2 separate regions of the Triticum aestivum genome follow, and region 1 is linked to region 2. A link is a contact called in public Hi-C data. All regions are on one chromosome and are shown on one strand. The core of a region is the stretch at or near the end of the contact, and the rest is flanking DNA. Distances in the headings are between cores, read along the strand shown. Region 1 holds the start of LOC123065733 (protein LURP-one-related 5-like). Region 2 holds the start of LOC123070927 (copper transporter 3-like).

Region 1 (6,142 bases), core at 150-2,649, 210 kb after region 2:
CCTGTGCATATTACAAAGGAAATTGAACGAAGTTAATCCAGATTGTTGGAAAATGAAGAGAGCAGCGGCTAGCAATCGGAACCAGAATGCAGAATTTGATACTCCCTCCGTTCCTAAATATTTGTCTTTCTAGACATTTCAAATGACTACCACATACAGACGTATGTAGACATATTTTAGAGTGTAGATTCACTCATTTTGCTCCGTATGTAGTCACTTGTTAAAATATCTAGAAAGACAAATATTTAGGAACGGAGGGAGTAAAACAGTAGCTGTGAGATCCAACACAATTTCTCCAAGTGATGCTGATCTTATTCTTAGCACGAATTTTCTGCTAAACCGGTGGTTGCTAGATACTCCCTCCGTCCGAAAATACTTGTCATTGAAATGGATGTATTTAGATGTATTTTAGTTCTAGATACATCCATTTTCATCAATTTTGATGACAAGTATTTTCGGACGGAGGGAGTAAAAAAAAGAACAGGCTTCAGCAACAAATCCAGCATGTATTGTATATTGCCGATCGAGGGCAGGGACACGAGCACAGAGGAAGAGAAGTCGGGAGAAAATAAGATCGCCAACTCTCTACGGCTAAACCAAGAACAAACGACTTCTCCGATCACCAAATCTTGGCGTGGACGGCAACATCCTGTCCGGCGTCGCCGCCGTCGGCCTCGTCCCCGGCGATCTGGTCGAGCACGAGGACGATCCCCATGGCGAAGGCCGCATCGAAGCCGGCGCCCACCCGCAGCACGAACACGTCCCTGCCCATCACCACCCGTGCCGCCTCGTCCACCTTCCTCCTGATCTCGGCCACCACCGTCTCCTCCCCGTCCTCGCCCTTGGCCACCACGCGGCAGCAGCGCCGTCCGAAGGAGCCCTCGATGCGGAGCTCGGCGGCAGCGGCGGAGGCGGGGGAAGGGAGGAGCTCGACGACGGCGCCGCGCCCGGCGCCGCCGAGAATGGAGGACCTACGGGCGGAGAAGAGGGACTTCTGGCCGTCGGCGCGGGCGCCGAGGAAGCCCTCCCAGCGCTGGTGCAGGGACGGGCGGCGGCGGCGCACGGTGAGGAGGGGCTCGCCGGCGGGGCCGAGGAGAGCCAGCTCGCCCGGGGACGCAGCGCCCCCTCCGTGGCCGCGGCCGTAGGTGTCGGCGCGGAAGGCGAGGCCGCCGGTGCGGTTGTCGTAGGCCGCGAAGCCGTCGCCGGGGGAGAAGTGGGAGGTCTTGCGCACCGTGAGCAGCCGCTCCTTGAGGTCGCAGTACTCCTCGCCCACGACCGCCATTGCTGCTGCTGCCTCTCCCTCCGCGCTGTCGGGTTGTGTGCTGCCTGTGCTCGAAGGGCGCGCGCTCTCGTTGCTTGCTTGCTTTGGTAAGTTTCGGGAGCTCGAGGCTCCGAGGTCCACGATATATAGAAGGAGACCACACGCTCCGCGTTGGCGTTCAGTTCAGTAGGGATGAAGTGAGAACGGTCGGTGTAGATTCGAAGGTGGTGGGGATCAGAGTGTTGATGTCGCAACGCCTTCGTCCTTTCGGAGGTGCATGCACTCGGTCCACTGGACGGGTCTTGTGAACAACTTTAAAAGGTGGATAAAGGAGTAAAAGTATATTGCAACGGATTTGTTAATTTCGTGCTGACAGAAATTGAATTCACCGAGAATTGTTTTTTTTAGGCGCGCGCTCTCTCTCTCTCTCTCGCTCGCTCTCTCTCTCGTCTTCTTTGATGCCAGTGAGCAGTGGCGGAGCCACCTCCCGGCTACCCGGGGCAGCTGCCCGGGGTCAGCCATGCATTCTCGTTGAAACAATAATAGTAAATGGAGAGCTAACCGCCATTTTGTAGGGGCAAACAACTGACAAGTAGTAGTGCCGTGTACTTTGCCCCGACTCACTGACCGAGCTGGCTCCGCCACTGCCGGCAAGTGTGAGTTAGATCCCGCCATGATGTCGGGTGGGATCCCAAGTTGTTGAGCACATGGCGGCGCTGAGGCGTGGAGAGACGTAATTTGAGTCGGAGCCAACAAATGACACAGGCCTAGTATTGTTGGTGGGGTCGGGGCAGTTTTAAACTTGATATGGGTCAGGGTTTAGATTAGGGTTTGGGTCAAAGGAGTTATCGGTGATTTGGGGGTGGTTTAGTAAAATGTTTCAACAAGCGGTGGTGGCCACCAAACTAGATGGCATGGAGCCGATGAAGCGGAGGAATAAGGGTGAGTATGACTTAAACAAAATCTCATGAGACTAATTTGATGTTCTACATATTCCAATATATTAGCATATTGCAGTGGATTTGTTAATTTGTGTTGACTAAATTGAATTCACCAACAATCGGATTTTTCTGTTGTTGGAAATAGTCTCCTCTTCTCTCACTCATCTTCTTTGATACCGGTGAGTACGAGTTGTAGCCCACCACGACACCGGTCAGGCTCCAACTTGTAATCACTTGTAGCCGTTGAGGACTTGGAAGCAATCTCCTTTTCTCCCTCTCACCTTCCTTGATATTGGTGAGCACGACTTGGAGCCCGCCACGACACCGGGCAAGAGACTGAGCCATTGAGAGCATGGCGGTGTCAAAGCGAGACGGGATTTAAATTGAGCCGGTGGCAGCCGTGACATGGTGTCACAAACACAAATGTTGTTGGTAGAGTTACGGCGGAATCAAAAGTGATATGAGTTAAAGTTCAGATTAGGGTCGAAGATGTCATCGGCAGCTAGAGGATGGTTTAAGGGGATATTTGAGCAGGTGGTGATGGCCACCAAACTTGATGGTGTGGATCTCATGAAATTGATGAACAAAGACAAACTGGGGGAATCATATCAGTCAATTTCATATTCTAGATGTTAATGTATTTTTTATAACTTGGTCAACTAAAAAAGGTATAACTTAGAACAAGACATTGACTTAGAATGGAGGGGGTAGTGGCGTAGCCACTCACGGCGATTTGTATTGCTTCTTGGCACTTCTCATATGAAATGAGATACGCCTTATAGGGTGTATTCTAGAAAATTGTTCAACACACGATAGTAATCAAATGGCATAACTACAAGAAATATTAGATTGTATCTCACGAAGCATTTTCCCCCTGTCTCCCTCCCCCGAATCCTAGGAACTAGGGCAGCGGCGATGATCCAGCTCCTCCCCTGCGAGATCACAGGCCTCTCACTCCCTCTGTTTGCCACTTCGATGAGGGGAGGCCGGGACCCTAATTGTTTCAGACCGGTGGTGGTAGGGTAAGGTTTTTAGATTAGGTTTTAGTCCCTAGTCGGCGGTGGTTCCGTAGGACGGCGTCACGTCGGCATGGAATAAGTCCTCTCCAAGCCTAGCCCTAGCCGTGATGGCGCTCCTTGGCATGTTTGAAGGCGTAGGTGGATGGTGTGTCATAAGATTTGGTTTTCCGGGTTGGGTTTTTCTTCCGCAGGTTCGCCTTGGTGGCGCTGTCCTACAAGTGGCGGTGCAAACACTGAACCCGGACGAACGTACGAGCACGACAGTAGCACGATCGAGGTGCATTCCCAGCTAGCCGGCGCAGCCACGTCCACAGCCCTAGCGAACCAATAATTCCCATTCCCATGCCGTCGAGGGCGCGAGGCCGACGACCTGGCGCAACGCACGGCGACCACGGTGCCCGGCCGGCGTATGGCGCGGACTGCGCGTGAGAATTAATTGCGCCGCCGGATTGTTTCCTCGGATCGCAGCAAACGCGCGTACGGACAGGTGCGGCATGGGACGATGGAGTACGCTACGTGAAGGTGATGACGCGTACATCTTGGGCGCCTCGTACGTGCACATGGGGGTGGACCTAACAGAAGCGCCGACCGATCAAGTTGACGCTGCCGGGTTCGACGCACGGCGTACCATACCATACATACGCCGAACTCGGGAAAATTGGAGTCTCGGCACGGCGGCGACTGATCCTGCCGTCCTGCGTCGATGGATCGAGCACGGCGTACGTCCTCGATCAAGGATAAGCTGACGTCACTGGTCTTTCAGGCTTATGCTACAGCTCAGCCATATCCCGTTTTGTCCACGGCAAGCAAGCACGCGCACCAAGCGCGGTAATCACGTACTCCGGAGCACGACGCGGTAAAGCCTGGCCGGGCGAATGTTTGCTAGGAGTGGATGACATTTGCGAAATGCTCAGATGGCAGTCTTACATAGGTAGAGGTTGACAGTTTCTTTAGGACAGCATTACAGTTTCTGAAAAGAGAAAAAAAAATAAGCAAAAGGAGTAGAAAATGCCACTGCTTGATATCGCGTGGTAACTAAAACTGCCAGCAAACAATGTTTTTTTCTCATGAGGGGCGATCGTTTTTTCATCCTCTTTCTAGAGAACGTCAGCTAGATAGCATTACCGTGATGATATTGCTCAAACGTCAAACAGTAACAGAGCGGGCGCGTCGGTTAACCAAACTTGAAGCGAAACTTAATTATTCTTTACACGCGGACACCATACCGGACCACCCGCTCACTGATCCGACCCGGCTGTAAAATATCGTCCGTGTCAAGATCTTCTTCCCCGGACACCTGCACTGCGTCATCATCACCCAGCCTTTCGCATCACGTCATGTGCGTGCGTCGTGTCATGATGAACAAGGCATGGGTATTCTAGAAAAAAAATTAATAAGGCATGGAAAATATGGAAATATCGGCGCGGGGCCAAACTTTTCGGGATCATGCCCCCCCCCCCCCCCCCCCCCCCCCCCGCGGAGTTTATCTCGATTAGGCAGGTTAGATCCGGGGTGACGTCACCCATTACACGCATGCGCGCTTCGCCGCCACGTCGCCGTGGACACGAGGCATGGCGCGCGATCCTTGGGGCCCCGTTATCTTCCTGCTCCGGATAGTTCCACGGCGGCCGCTCGCCGGTCGCCGTGCTATGCTACGCTATGCTCCTCTGGTGCCGTGCGTGACCCGGGGAGCAGCCGTATCTAGCTAGGGCCTAGGGCTGATCTGGCGCCCTAGTAGTTTAGTGAGCAACCACTCCACGTGTTTCGACTTTTTCTGTGGACGGACGGCCTCCATTGCCAGGCTGCTGCTCATGGTCAATTAGTTGGTCATGGTTCTGGCACCGAGGTCAAGCCGGTGGCGTCCCACGCTAAGAACGGAATGCCACTGATTCCCTAATACATATCATTACGGGAGAAAGTGACCGGAGCAGCCGATACACTGTGCGTGCTTGTAGAGTTGTAGTAGAGCTGGCTTGTTTCCCAGCCATGACGATTGTGTGTTTGCCTTGGCGTGTACTTAAAACAAGCACGCGCATGGCGTGTAGGCGGCAGCAACTTGGCTGACATGGCGGCCGAATGGTTGGCCTGATCCTTTATGCAGCCTGCTGACGTCTCGCTTGGGTGATCTTAGGCGCGAGTCATTACCCAAAATTAACCTGCAACCCTGAGCCTGAAAGCGAAATTAAGCTTTGATCCTGAACCCCGAGAGCTGGGAAATGCTGTTGCCTGCGAGGAGCGAGCCTAACATTAATCACATCCCAGAACCCAGATGGAAATGAGCATATATCTAGGTTGACAGCGTCTCATCTACAATAATACTGTCTCAGACAACCGACCGTTTTTTTTTTCTCCTTTTCTCTGCGGGAAAGACATTCGACAGTTTCGTTGTCTCTGCGGCACAGATGTTTACTAGCGTAGTATACACAGGACTAAAGCTCCATTCAGGCAACAAAACAGGCGCATGATTGTACGACGGTGATGATAGTCTTTCTGGAAGACACGGCATCACAATTCGATGAGCCTACCCATACCCACACAATGCCGGAGAAAGCAAGAAAAATGTTTATCTGAAATGCACGCATCTTTCCACAAAAGGATGCATGATTGCCATGCACAAGTATGACCAACGGCCGTGGAATAATTGAGAACCTAACAACCACCTCAGGATGTGATACGACGGCGGATCACAAAGGCTAACGACATGCAATGAACACCCATCCAACTTAGCCCCCTCCAGTGGCACTATCAATATGCATCCTCCAAAACCCCAAGGTACAGTCAAAGCTAAAGACAAGGCAATATATATTAGTTGATGGCACTATCTTGCACCGATGCCAACTTTATACCACTAGCACTACTCTCAATCCTCTGGGTTCTCCCAACAGGCAAAAACTTGCGCAGTCGCCTTACGGGTGATCTTG
Region 2 (6,370 bases), core at 692-3,191:
GCAACTCTCTGTTTCTGCCCACCACTCAGAGTTTGGATTGGCCTCTGTTTTGTATGAAGGATGTTTGTGAACCTTGTGCAGACAATAGTAGATTATAATCCAAAATGTGCATGTTAGCTGCCTACTTGAGAGTAGCTCAACATTCCAACTGCATCCAGAGATTGTGACACTCTTGACCTAACCTCATCCAATGAAAGATTGAGCTTACCAGGACCAAATGCAACATCGGATTCCACAGTGGGCATCACAACCTGCATCCAAATGACAGAATTCAATATGCAGCAGAACTTCGTTTAATTTGGGACGCTTGCATTGCTAACAAAGCTCCCAAGCATCAACAATACAAACATCCTATGGATTCAATGCCACTTGATAATGCGTTCTAGCATAATTGCAGGTAAAAACTCATCAAAGAACTAGTGATAACCTGGTGATCAGGATTTTGGAAGACATAGCTGAATGGCCTATTAATATGCACTGTACCAGCAGAGGGATTTTGAAAACCTGCCAAAACCTAAAAAAGAACAAGAAGTTAGCATCCCGTTGAGGTACTACTAGTAAGAAAATCTATCAAAGTTATGCAGTCCAAGTAAGCAAAGAGAAATTGATTCAGAACCATATTTTGTATCAGTCTGCTTTATGAAATACTCCCTCCGTCCCAAAATAAGTGTCTTAACTTTAGTACTTATTTTGGGACAGAGGGAGTATATTGTAACAATACCAGAATAGATTATGCAACTTCTCTTGAATACTTCCTTCCTACCTCTATTATCATTTTTATTCAGGTTGAAGTTGAACATATATCCTTGGAAATGCGCAATTACCATGTCGATCTGGTGTTCAATGCACCAATAGTCGAATGTGCTTGATACAACACACATAATATGTAATGCGTAATTGCTCATTTACATGTAAAGATTCTGGTATTTGCGCTACATGATATATTTACTATAAACTATCAAATTAACTTCCTATTGGTTCCTGAATGGAGGCTGACATTTTTTTCAAGCAAGATTGTCCTCGCAGAAACCATAAACTCAGAAAATTCTGAGCCATTCCTAGGTCGCACAGACCCTTATCTTGGTGCTCAAAGGAAAAGCCGGGACAATCCAAAGATTCAATGAATACCATTCAGCATTTTGATTTCTGATAAAGTATGCATGCTATGTCTAATCCTCCAAAAATATCTTCTATGAGAACTGAATAAAACACGACCAGACTCTGCTTGTGGTATCGTATTCACTCCATGAGTTGGTTCTACACACTAAAGAAGAAAATTCACTTTAAAAACATAGCAGCTACTTAAGTAACTTAACCATGGGTCTTGGAATTGACCATTTGCATAGGGTATTTCGGTCAATGGCCTGATGAGCACAGCTACCGCCGGTCTATCGATAAAAATGCGCATGGAAACGAGCGCCAGAGTAGTAGTTCAGAAAAAGATAGACCTTGAGGAGGGTGGACTTGCCGCAGCCGTTGGGGCCGAGGAGCATCCAGAGCTGCCCCGGCGGGACGCACAGCGAGCAGTCCTTGAGCACCGGCAGCACCAGCCCCCGCCTCGTCGTCACCGAAAATCCCACCCCGCGGCCCTCGATGGCCGGCGGGGGCGGCGTAGGGGAGGCCGAGGCGACCACGCGGCGGCGGGTGGAAGGGGGAGCGGTCGGGGTAGCTCGCCCGGCGGCGTAGCTGGGCGGGTGAGGGTAGCAGCAGAAGGGGGTGGCGCCGCCGGTGAGGCTTTGCGCCATCGTCGGCGAGGACGATAAGGGATGATGGGCCTGGGCCGGTACACTGGGCGGCTAGAAGAGGAAACACCAACCCCTTCAAGCTTAAACCTAATCGGCCCACGATCTGAAAGCCTGTCCACAGAGGAGGGAAAAATGGATCCGCCATCCCTCACAAAGATCCCGTGGGCCGTGGGTGGTTACGATCTGACTGACAGCTGCGGCTGACGACTGTGTACTTCCTTTCGCTGCCGGTGTCGTACATGCGTACTGCACAGGCGCCGCGCCGCGCCGGCCCGCCCGCACATATACACCCACGCGGGCGCGGACGCAGATGCAACGAACGCACAGAACGCCACCAGATCATCATCGGCGGCCAGCGCGCGATGGACAAGGGAATGGGAGGGCACGGCATGGGCATGGGCGGCGCCGCGCCGGCGCCAGCGGCAGCGCACGGGGGCATGCGGATGCACTACATGCACATGACCTTCTACTGGGGCAAGAACTCGGAGATCCTCTTCCACGGGTGGCCCGGCTCCAGCGGCGGCATGTACGCGCTCGCGCTCCTCGTCGTCTTTGCGCTCGCCGTGCTCGTGGAGTTCCTCTCCACCTGCCGCTGGCTCGAGAGCCACATCTCCTCCCGCGACCGGCCGGCGGCGGCGGGGGCGGCGCGCGCCGCCGTGCACGCGCTGCGCGTCGGGATGGCCTACGTCCTCATGCTCGCGCTCATGTCGTTCAACGTCGGCGTGCTCCTCGTGGCAGTCGCCGGCCACGCGGTGGGGTTCCTGCTCTTCAGGGCCGGCCTGTTCGGCGGACAGGCGCAGGTGGAGGACGGGGCCAAGGACTACCTGGCGCCGGCGGCGTGCTGCTAGGTCTTCTTGTCCGCATCATGCATGGGTTTGGAAAGTTTGGTGGTGTGATCCTGTTAATCTGGGTGATTGCGATCTCACTATTCACAACCGTTCTCGTTTGGTTGCATCTTGCCTATCGACCGGGATTAACATTTTTGTTATTTGATTTGATTGAGATGCTGGATTTAGTTGTTGGTGTCGTACTGTGATGGCCAACGTGTATGTTGCCGCTATGTTATCTCATTAATGGCCTTGGTAAATGCTTTGGCTACTGGCCATCATCTATAGTCACTCACAAATATAGGGTTGGCTATTATATTTATATTTCTTCTATCTCCTCTCTCTTTACGTTTATAATACAAGCAAATATGTTATAGGGGGTTGCAATGAAAGAAACAAACTCTCGCACCCCTAATAAGCTTGCCACTTTTCCTCTTTGTATCATTGTTGATGGTGGTCACTTGTCCTCCTATTTAAGACAGGGGTGATAGGTCTCAAGGCGATGAGTTTGGTCATCACATTCTAGCATGCATTAATTAATACTTCCTCCATTCCAATGAATAACACACATGCTCACCAAAATCCAACTGTGATTATAAATTAGTTTTAAAATATTTTCGTGACTTAAAGTATATCATTGGAAACTTCTTTTCAATGTGAATCAACAATATAATTTTTATCATGCATAATTCATATTTGGTTGGTCTAATTTATGGTTGAAGTCTAGGATGTGTGCACGCCTTATTCATCAAAAATAAAGGGAGTAATATAAACATTGCTAAGCAAAACTATAACATCGTATTCGAAAGCAACAATATACACAACTTTTTCTTTCCCCTCTCACAAGGCGACTAGGGAAAGTCTTCTTCCCTTCGATCTCCGCCGACGAGTCTATGGATTCGCCTCCCCTATGCTTGTCGCTCCGACAGCTGGTGGTGGCGAGGGTATTCCTGATGCCTCGGCTTAGATATGTAGGGTTTTATTCCTTGCAAGGGCGATGCTCGGACGGATGGCGGCGCTTCTTCTTCGAGTCAGTCTTCCGGGCTCTGATCCTTCTCAAGTTTGTTCGTCGGAACGGATTAGATGGAGCTCCCGCGTAGATTCCTGCCATCTTCTTGAAACAACGTAGGGTTTCTCATCGTGTGTATGCAATAGTGCGATTTGGTGTCAGGTTCTCCATATTGATTTAAAGATTCAATGCCGACGATTGCGGCTCCCGAACGCAGGTCCTTAGGGGCACATGCATGAAGACGTCCCGGTTGTCATCGACAAGGTCAGGCCGGCTCCGGTATGAGGGCGGCGATAGCGACGCGTCGACGGCTCGATCTGGCGGCGACAATGGTCGTTCGATTGTCTATGGACCTTGATGTAATTTTTATTATGTTTGAGTTGCTTTGCACTTTCGGTGATTCTTTATAATAGATATGATATTTTGCCAAAAAAAAAGATTCAAATGAAACAAAAAGTAGTCTCAAAGTGATAAGTTAGGTCAGTTGTCAAGCTCCTCCGTCGTGCATTGCCAATCAATTCAAGGCCAATATGTCCATGCACGCCACACGCTGCGTCCTCAAATCATAATCCAAACACATGCACATGTAGGTTAACTATCCTTCTTGTGCTCATTTTTAATTTAAAAATCCTTTCGTTACGTGTGCCCACAACAACATAATTTATTATTTTCTTTCCTGTGTGCTGAGGATACGGAGTTACTTTTCTTAATTTCTTATTTCATTCCTAACCCGCAATCTCATTTAATCTATGAGATCTTTTCTTCATCCAGTTTAATTATTTGTATTTTTGTTTATTGATTCTCCCGCGACCTTTTCTGTGCTGTAAAGAGACGAGGTGGGATTATCTTTTTTTTTTTGAGGGAACGGGAGAGCTTTATTGCATATTTTTCAGCACAGAAAAGGTCGCGGGATTTTTTTTGGCCAAAAAAAGGCCGCGGGCGACACACGGACTGAGCCCAAGCGAAAGCCCGTTTCTATGATTTGGTCGCCAGACTTTTCTGGGCCAAGCTTGGAGCGCGGGTGAGTAGCTGGATGTGGCCCTTCTCTCCAAAAATTGCTGGATGTGGCCCAGGCGTCCAACATGTGTGGTTGTGATGGACCCACGCACAAAAAACTTAGTACCACCTCGGATAGAAAAAAACTGAAAACATATAATATGGGTGAATGGACCAAGAAATCAGAGAAGCACACATCCCTTTATTAATAGGTATAAATTTGTCTAGAAGTCTGCGTATAGCTAGATTCTTGCATGAGAGCTCACTCTTTTTATATTTTCATCTACCCATCCTTTATATAGTCAAAAGTATCATGTAAGCGGGCTATAAAAAATCCCCTCCACGATTAGTTTCAAAAACTTTTTGACAAGCACTCGTTGTGATTGGTCATCCTCCTCTCTTTGAAGCAGGGCCTACCACAGGAATGTTTTTTCTTGCTCTTATTTCCATGAGTTTATGTCCATATTTGACTTGATTTTACAATGTTCTCCGATTCTACTTTTTCCGAATAAAAATTGCTCACTTGTATGAATGTTCATGAGTGATAATATATTAATATTACTACATAATTGCCTTGTGTTGCAACGTGGTTGTACACATTTTGTACACAATCACATGACTTACATGTTATTTTATTATTAATGTGATTACATATCAAAATTGACCTTTTGTACCAGTGAACCAATATTTATTGGTTTACTGTGTGATCATATTAACAGTATCAATGCTTATTGATTCACCAAGAAAATATGACTTGTTGGTTAATCAAAAAGGCATTTTTTTGGCAAGCCAACAAAATGACGGTAGTTGAGGCTGTTCTGGAAAATTTACTGGTGCAATCATGTTAATTTGGTGGATTTCCATCTCATCTATATCTATATCTATATCAATATGAAAAGACGCAAAGGGACAGATTCAACTGAACCATCAAATAAAGTCAATCCAATGACCTAGATTGCACTGATTCTGAGCGCTCAACATGTTTAATATGCAATTAATATCATATCAAATATCAACATCAACCTCCAAATAATATCCTACTTAATATATGCGTGCAATAAATACTAGTAAATTGTACATGCTTTGCACGTCATTTAAATATATATATAAAACATGGAAAAATACATTTGAATATGTATTTTCTTTTCTAGAATCGCACTAGACAAGATCCAACCTGGTTCTTACCTCTCTAGAATCCAGATTGTTATAGCCTCTTTTTATTAGAGTGTCGGATAAGCATGTGGATATATACTTCTAGAACACATGAGATGGTAGAGTTGGGTTTTCAATTAGAAGGCCACGTGGCAGTATCCTATGAGTTAAAAACTATATCCAACGGATGATAATGCTCGGATTTGCCATCTCTTGATCGTTGGATGGGCATATCCAATGACTAATATTTAAAGCTATTGTCACACCATATAGTGGTATAGATATTGTCTAATATCAACATGCATTGCACATACACATTTACCTAGTTGTTAGCAGAATAACAGGATCACCACGTCGTTTGGTTGCACGAAGATCTGAGAATTAATTGGTAGTGCACTATCAATATAGCAACGCGATGCACAGGGGAGCCTCGGCTGGTCTGACCCAATTGCTGGCATCGAAAAAGTGCGCCATGAAAATCCAAAAAAAAGGTACACCTTTATGGGATTGAACACCAGACTTCTAGCTAAAGAATAGGTTCTGCTAGCCTCTCGAGCTGTTGAGCCTTTATGATTGACAGGCAGTGCAAAAATTTAAAATTAGCAGCAGCTATAGATCTGAACATGTTTTGATTTTTTTTT

The links. A called contact is a pair of places that touch in the nucleus more often than the background predicts.
Region 1: a Hi-C map of leaf shows a contact between it and region 2, with 2.8 times the contacts expected there. The contact joins the promoter of LOC123065733 here to the promoter of LOC123070927 in region 2. A contact is called at or near these places in 3 of 5 Hi-C or Micro-C datasets (all in leaf).

The regions. Positions count from the first base shown.
Region 1 is chr3B:562,547,288-562,553,429 of IWGSC CS RefSeq v2.1, forward strand. LOC123065733 (protein LURP-one-related 5-like) reads right to left here and starts at 1,400. Exons shown (of 1, transcript XM_044488959.1): 1 at 487-1,400. The coding sequence starts at 1,282. The coding sequence ends at 620. LOC123067598 reads right to left here. Exons shown (of 6, transcript XM_044490330.1): 6 at 5,768-6,142.
Region 2 is chr3B:562,339,879-562,346,248 of IWGSC CS RefSeq v2.1, forward strand. It overlaps LOC123070927 (copper transporter 3-like), which reads left to right and starts at 1,942. Exons shown (of 1, transcript XM_044494337.1): 1 at 1,942-2,903. The coding sequence starts at 1,985. The coding sequence ends at 2,593. It overlaps LOC123070926 (ABC transporter I family member 10), which reads right to left and starts at 1,808. Exons shown (of 5, transcript XM_044494336.1): 1 at 1,449-1,808; 2 at 428-514; 3 at 126-251; 4 at 1-44. The coding sequence starts at 1,745.